2 separate regions of the Oryctolagus cuniculus genome follow, and region 1 is linked to region 2. Evidence: chromatin contacts called from public Hi-C data. All regions are on one chromosome and are shown on one strand. The core of a region is the stretch at or near the end of the contact, and the rest is flanking DNA. Distances in the headings are between cores, read along the strand shown. Region 1 overlaps FRMD4B (FERM domain containing 4B). Region 2 overlaps FRMD4B (FERM domain containing 4B).

Region 1 (3,768 bases), core at 1,176-3,675, 110 kb before region 2:
TGGCATATTTTAGAAAGCATAACATGTATTTATGAGAATTTGCATGGGCTGATGTCTAACCATGAATGAAGCTAGTTGTATAATAACAAATCCAGCATAAATCAATTATGTGAACCACAGAGGCGAATTTTTTTTTTTTTTTTTGACAGGCAGAGTGGACAGTGAGAGAGAGACAGAGAGAAAGGTCTTCCTTTTGCCATTGGTTCACCCTCCAATGGCTGCCGCGCTGCTGCCGGTGCACCGCGCCTATCCACCGCGCCTATCCGAAGGCAGGAGCCAGGTACTTATCCTGGTCTCCCTTGGGGTGCAGGGCCCAAGTACCTGGGCCATCCTCCACTGCACTCCCGGGCCACAGCAGAGAGCTGGCCTGGAAGAGAGGCAACCAGGACAGAATCTGGCGCCCCGACCTGGACTAGAACCCGGTGTCCCGGCCCTGCAAGGTGGAGGATTAGCCTATTGAGCCGTGGCGCCGGCCGCGAATGGTTTCAGATGTAGTTCTAGAAAGAGAGCAAATGATTAACATCGGCGGGCCCTATGGAAAAAATTGCAATCTGAGTGGGGAGGGAATCCAGTAGGACTAACCTCAACTGTGCTATTAAATACTTCTCTAAGAAGATTCTCAAGAATATGTAAACTATTTTTTTTTTTTTTGACAGGCAGAGTGGACAGTAAGAGAGAGAGACAGAGAGAGAAAGGTCTTCCTTTGCCGTTGGTTCACCCTCCAATGGCCGCCGCTGCAGCCGGCGCACCGCGCTGATCCAATGGCAGGAGCCAGGAACCAGGTGCTTTTCCTGGTCTCCCATGCGGGTGCAGGGCCCAAGCACCTGGGCCATCCTCCACTGCACTCCCTGGCCATAGCAGAGAGCTGGCCTGGAAGAGGGGCAACTGGGACAGAATCCGGCGCCCCGACCGGGACTAGAACCCGGTGTGCCGGCGCCGCAAGGTGGAGGATTAGCCTATTGAGCCACGGCGCCGGCCTGTAAACTATTTTTAAAAATATATATTATAAATTGGATTTTAAAAGTCTATGGGTAATCTCACAACAGGACAAATTTATAATAAAAAAAGTGAAAATAACTCATAATTCTTCCACTGGGCCATATAACCCACATTACCTATGGCTTACAACCTGCTTTTCTCAATGGATCTGATATAATAGACGTGATCAACGCCTTCAGAAGACAGTCCTCTCTCCGTACCAGCCTGGGCAGAGCGGCTGTAACACAAGTTTCCTTGCCGGCTGGAATGGTATCAGCGGGGAGCCTATCATGCCAGGCCCATCCCAAGGGACAGTGTCACAGGTCACAGCTGTGCTGTAAAGCCTGTTGTTTCTACTCAAACGAAGCTTACTCAGCAAAGCCCTTCAAACATGGGGATGAAAAACAATGAAATGGGAGAAGGCAACCATTACGGACAAGCTTGGGGCTGCGGCCCGGGGAGGGCCGTGACTGCCCTCTAGGGGTCGGAGCTCCACGCTGCACACAGAACTCAGGGCCGCCAGGGTCGCCCCAGGCGCTCCCCGCCCGGCCCTCTGACGTGCCCAGTAGTGTGTCCATTGCGTACCATCGCTACAGTCTATTTTCCCACGTCTTGGTCTGTGCGCTAGGGCAGCTATTTTCATTGATAAAACGCCCCCTTCGGCTCAGCCTGACTCTTGTCTGAAGCAGCTCACCAAAGGCCCCAAGGCCAAGGCATCCAGGCTGGAAAACAGCGGCTCAGACTCACCCTGGGAGGGATCCGGCTCTGTGGTTTCACAGGGGCGGGGGAGGGGAGGGAGTGCTGAAGGAGCGGACTTTCCAAAAATATTCACCAGACAAAGACAAGAACCAGGCTTGAGACCAAGACATTCCAGGGAGACACCCTGAGACGTAAGCAATTTTCCAGGCCTGCCCCAGAAAGGTGGGAGTGGCCCATCTCCCCCCTCCCTGCAGCTCATAACTTCTTCCGAAAATAAACACAGCGAGGGCCAGACGGCATCTTCCTGAACCGGTCGTAACTCAGAAACAGACCCTGCAGTCCCTGGCAGGGGCGGAGGAGCCGTGACTGGAGGCGCTCAGGCTTGTGCGAGCCCTTGTCCTCACCCAGGGGCTTTGAGAAAGAAAAAAAAAAAAAAAAAAATAAGATCCCAGGGTGGACGGGGAGCAGCGCAGTCGTTCCCGTGTTCCCTGTGGTCTGCAGACGCCTTCCGGAATCAGGGCCAGCCTTGGGCGCCGGCGCCATCGTGGGGTTGACGCTAAGCTGAGCTCATAGAGTTCCCGGAAGCCTTCTATGCGGCCGGGCCTCTCTCCCACCTCCACTGTGCTCTCCTTCTGTGCCCTGGGGGTGCCTGCCCCATCACCAGGTTTCCCAAGGTCACCTGTGATCCCGTCCCGCACTGGCCTTACCCCACCGCAGACCAGTGTTGTCACTGGGGCAGATGGATGTACCATGCTCATCAAGCGTCCCTGCAGCTGCCCATAGAGTTCAGGGTCTAGAATGACGGCCCTTCTCCTCTGACATCTACCTGCCCGTGCCAGTTCTGACTTCGGTTTCCCACCTGGTGTGAAGCCTCCTTCTGAGCACTCTCTCACTGCCGTGACCAGTGATCATAGGATGGGCTCCACAGATCCCACCTGACTTAATAGTGTGTAATTCCACTACGCTATTTGGTAGCCTTATGTAGTACTTACTATATGGGTATTGTGTCCATGCTACAACTGAGAAAACGTGAGTGTAGGAGATGTTAAAAAACTAACCTGAGACCACACAGCTACCAAGATTCTGTCTGCAGCCTCCATTCCAACTCTTATCCTGGATCTCTTTCCCTCTAACTTTCTCTATACTACAGCCACACTGATGTAGTTACTTATTTGAAAGGCAGAGCTACAGAGAGGCAGAGGCAGAGAGAAGACAGAGAGAGTCTTCCATACTCTGGTTCACTCCCCAAATGGCCGCAACGGTTGGAGTTGAGCTGATTAGAAGCCAGGAGCTTCTTCCAGGTCTCCTACACCGGTGCAGGTGCCTAAGCACTTGGGCCATCTTCTACTGCTTTCCCAGGCCATAGCAGAGAGCTGGATCGGAAGAGGAGCAGTTGGGACTCGAAGGGGCACCCACATGGGATGCTGGCACTGCATGCAGAGGCTTTACCCACTAAGCCACAGTGCCGGCCCCAGCTTTTATATTTTTGTGTCTTAAAAAACATGCCACAAAAGTGGATCTCAACCCCATCCCAGGATCTTTTCACTGGCTTTTATTGGGAATGTCTCTCCAAACCTGTTCACAGCTAGTTCTTACCTTCCACTGCGCATTACCTCCCAGAAGCTCTCCTGGCCCACCCTGTCTAAAACAGTGCCCCAGCTATTTTTCACCATCGTGGCTTATTCTATGTTCTTCAGAGCACTCAGAATTTCTGGCATTTTCTCACTTTTCTATTTGCTTGTTTAGCTACACTGCACCAGCGCAAAATAAGCTATGTGCAGAGACCTTGCCTGTGTTACTTACAGTTGAATCCCTATAGAACACTGCCTGATATTTAGTGGGCACTCCAGAAATATTTATTGAATGAATAAATCACTCCAATGTTCATGCTCTTAACCTCTAATCTACATGACCTCTCCCTAAATTACAGTGCTTATTGCAATCACCGCTGATACCATATAACTAAGCCATTATGTAGTTACGGTTTTATGTCCTATACTGTGTGCTATTATTTCATTCACTTCTGATTCAAGCCATGTGTGGGTGCTTGTTGAATCACTGACCCACATGCACTGTGTTTGGCTTTGCAGC
Region 2 (3,815 bases), core at 499-2,998:
CAAACACTGCAGACAGTGCACTGGCTTGGTCTCTGGGAAATGCATCCCATGGGGTGGTGCAGCAGGGAAGTTATTTGGAAATGGAAGAGGATGTTGGGGAGCTGATGATGCATGTGGGGGCTAAAGTTCAGGCAATACTGAAAGAAAAACAAAACAGGTACCTCTAACGCATTTAGAAGAATATTAGCAAGTAAGTTGGCATGCCTTTGGGACACACAAACTCACCTTTTTGTCATTGGTGTTAATGACTAACATTTCCCTGACCAAACACGGTCCAGCACTATCTTTCTGTGATTACTAATGCAATCACTGGTATTGAGCTGCTCTCTCTGGCCTTGACCTCCTCCCAAGTATTTCTAAATATCAGATGACACTGTAGTGCTTACTGTGTACCAGGCACCAGTCTTAGTATTTTAAATATAAGACACAATTAATTTTCAACTAGCTTTATGAAATAGGTATGGTTATTACCACCCTCATGGCACAGGTGAGTAAGTGAGGCACAGAGATATGATGTAACTTGCCCAGAGTCACAAAGAAAATGAGCCACAGAGACAGAACTTGGGCTCAGAGAGTCTTGTTTCAGAGTCTTCTCACTTGACCCCTCCTGTTACACTGATAATTGGGCAGGAGACCCAGCTCCAAAACAGAAGGGATCTTCCAGGGGTTCCTTCCATTGGCAGCAATGCTCAACGCATCGCTACTGCTTTCTTTCATTCTCACTCTCTCCCTCTCTTCCTTTCTTTACTTTTTAAAAATCAAGGCCTACTCTACATACCACAAAATTCATCCTTTTTCGTGTACAGTTTGGAAGTTTTTGACAAATATAGGCAGTCATGTACCCAACACCACAATCAAGACTGAATATTTCTAGAACTTCATAAAATTCCTTTGCATCCCTTTAAAACACATCCCTGTCTCCATCCTAGCCCAGGGACCAGGGGAGGTTAGCTAGGCATCCATAACCTCCAAAGACCCTTGCACAGAATTCAAGAACACATCATGATTTATACATGTTCATAATAAACTATGGAAATATTAGCAGTGCCTGTGACTCAGTCACCAATGGAAATCACAGATTTTTTTTAATCACATCATCACAACTGCCTATATTGCAAAATATTATTTATATTCTTAACAACGTTGACACTATGATAGTTAGCAAGACCCATCTCTAGAACATGCTTTTTATGGAATTAATAAGAACCTTTGTTTTTATCACAAGCGTGTGTAACATTTTAGTAACTATATTTCCATATAATTTAATTAAAACACGTTTTTCTGACAAAGGACCCATATGCTTTGCCAGCTTACCAGAAGGGTCCTCTTTTTGAAAGCCTGGCCCTAAGAGAAATTATGCCAGGTTACTTCAAAATCTTCATGGAAAATGGAATTAAAAGAGATGCTTGTTTTGGTACAATTTTTTAAAATCCATGCATAATTTCTTCATAAAGTGCATTTTTCTCAGAACTTTGGATGGAAGAGCCTTACTGTTGTGGCCAAGTCAATCACTCATGACTTATTCTAGCATCCTGGGTAATAAAAGAAACAAAACAAGCAAACGTGCAAAATGCACTTTGCAAGTCATCAAACTAACATTTCAACAATTCATCGTTAAGTAATGATGAATTCTTCATTTCTGTGCGAGATGCAGAAATGAGTGAGTCACTACCGAGACAGATGGGAGAATAAGACGGCTTCTCTTTAGACTGTAAGTTGAACGGTGCTCTTTAGCAGCCAGACGCCAGGGTCCAGGAGGACTGTTCAACAGCGCCACCTGCCTTTTTTCTAGGAATCTGCACCGACATCAGAGACACCTGCTCTGCAGCCTTTGGAATAGTCACAAGGCAGACAGGGACTTCAGGGCCAGCCAAGAAGGAACATTGAGAATGGTCTATCAGCCACAACACCAACCATAAGGATGAGGCAGAAGCCACGCATTCACATTTTCCAATTATCTGGAACTACTTTAGAATCATGATTGTATTATCAAAACATAGGGCTTGTTAACACTCCCAAATTAATTTTGTCTTAATTAATTAATGTGATAGACAAATCAATAGGAAAAGAGGGCCAGGAAGAGGCAATTTCCATAAGAAATATAAACGGCTGATAAGTCTTAAGAAAAAAAATCCTTGACTTCACTGATAACCAAAAATACATATTAAAGAAATGATATCTATTTCTCTTACCAGATTGTCAAATTGGAATTATTTAGATGATAAATAAGCTGATGTCAAGACATAGGTTAAATGCCTTAAATCCCAACATGAAAATTCATAGTCGAAATACTTGTAAAGGCAATCTCTTTAAAAATTAAAAGATGAATTTAAAATTTGCTTAGAGACTCTGAGTTAATCTCTGAAGCTAATTTCAAGAGGCAAGACTGAAAGAATGAAAGAAAGATCCTAGATCACAAACGAAGCAGAAGCAATCTCAAAAATCATAGATGCTGATGATACTAACTTTACCTCTTGGGAATCAGCAGTGGCACTATAACAGCCTTTTACTTCTACCTAGTGCGGCCCTCTGGCTTTCTTGCACACCAGCCCCAACCCCTTGCTCTCTCCCACCGATGGTGACTTAGGCAAATAGAAGGTGGGAGACACGTTTTTGCTTTCAAAGACTTTCATCATTGTTCACAGCTTTCCACAGCACCGTTATCTCTCATCAATAGCTAATCTACCATTTACGGCATTTCCATAATGCTTGCGTCACAATATCCAAAGCTTCAGTGTGATCTCTTCCTTAAATTCCGCACGCACGTCTTTTACACTCAATAGTGCCCTGGTCAGAGAGGACATTTGATAAATGTTCATCAATTCTGCTGACATAATAATGGGGATGGAGTTAAATTTCACAGGAGACACAAGCTCCAGAATTAACAGCAGAGCTGAACTTGCTGCTCATTACTTTCAGATCACGCTCCCCTGAGCTGTAGCGAGACACTGTCATCTGCAGGTGGTACTGTAAGAGTTACTCTGTTCACACAGCACCCCCCACTGGCCACAGGCGAAAGTTCACTTCCAATGTACAATTTAAAAATTAAATATTGACCCTGTTGGCCTTCCACCCAAATCTCACCTCTACTCAATCTAAAATTCAAGAATACACATGGCCTTTCGCCCCCACCTTTCATGATACCTTCAACTGAAACAGAAGAGGGCGGACTTAAAAGACAAATAATAATTGTATCATTTCAAGTGTTAGGTGAATTAAATGCCTAGTTTAAAAGTTAGTATCAATGTCCTCATAATGCAGGACTTGGTAAAAAGTGGATGCACAGTAACACTTATCATGGAAATAAACCAAAACGAAGTGCTATTATCTTTACTTTTGGAAAACTTGGTTATAACTTGTACTTGGCTTACATTGTAACTCACAAAGACTCCAAAGCAAGTAAGAGGGAGAGCCAAGGGTTGAACCTCATCTAACTCCAGAGGTCATGCTTAATGACTGTACTATATGGCCTTCTCTTATTCTTTAATGCTAACATAAACAGCACTAGCAGAAGTCAAGCTGTCAGAGGATGTTTAGCTTGAAGGTCTACTACTACAGGTAAGGCCATTTTACACCTGACACAGCTTGTGCTGGAATTTCACAAAAAGCATAGGATGTTTGTTGCTAATTAAAAAATACGGCATATGCCAAATGACATCAACAAGAACTAGAATTCAAACAATGGAGTGTGGAGGCTCTGCGTATACCGGGATATGTCCATACCAAGACAGGTATTATTAATCAGCACAACACCCTTCCTAGAACTCAGAACTGGTCTCACAATCCTTCCTGGGTGACTCTCTTAAATAAACATT

The links. Hi-C and Micro-C count contacts between places; a contact is called where the count stands out from the background.
Region 1: a contact with region 2 is called in a Hi-C map of liver, with 9 times the contacts expected there. The contact joins two enhancer-like sites. A contact is called at or near these places in 5 of 6 Hi-C or Micro-C datasets (embryonic fibroblasts, liver, psoas muscle and 2 more).

Annotation. Positions count from the first base shown.
Region 1 is chr10:80,027,943-80,031,710 of mOryCun1.1, reverse strand. The region is part of intron 4 of FRMD4B (FERM domain containing 4B); the gene reads right to left. Among named protein-coding and RNA genes, the nearest start is that of LMOD3, 180 kb to the left of the region's middle. Within about 2 kb of position 2,425, at least 3 of the 8 cell types and tissues checked have an H3K27ac peak or open chromatin away from gene starts, as enhancers often do.
Region 2 is chr10:79,917,879-79,921,693 of mOryCun1.1, reverse strand. The region is part of intron 2 of FRMD4B (FERM domain containing 4B); the gene reads right to left. Among named protein-coding and RNA genes, the nearest start is that of FRMD4B, 120 kb to the right of the region's middle. Within about 2 kb of position 1,748, at least 3 of the 8 cell types and tissues checked have an H3K27ac peak or open chromatin away from gene starts, as enhancers often do.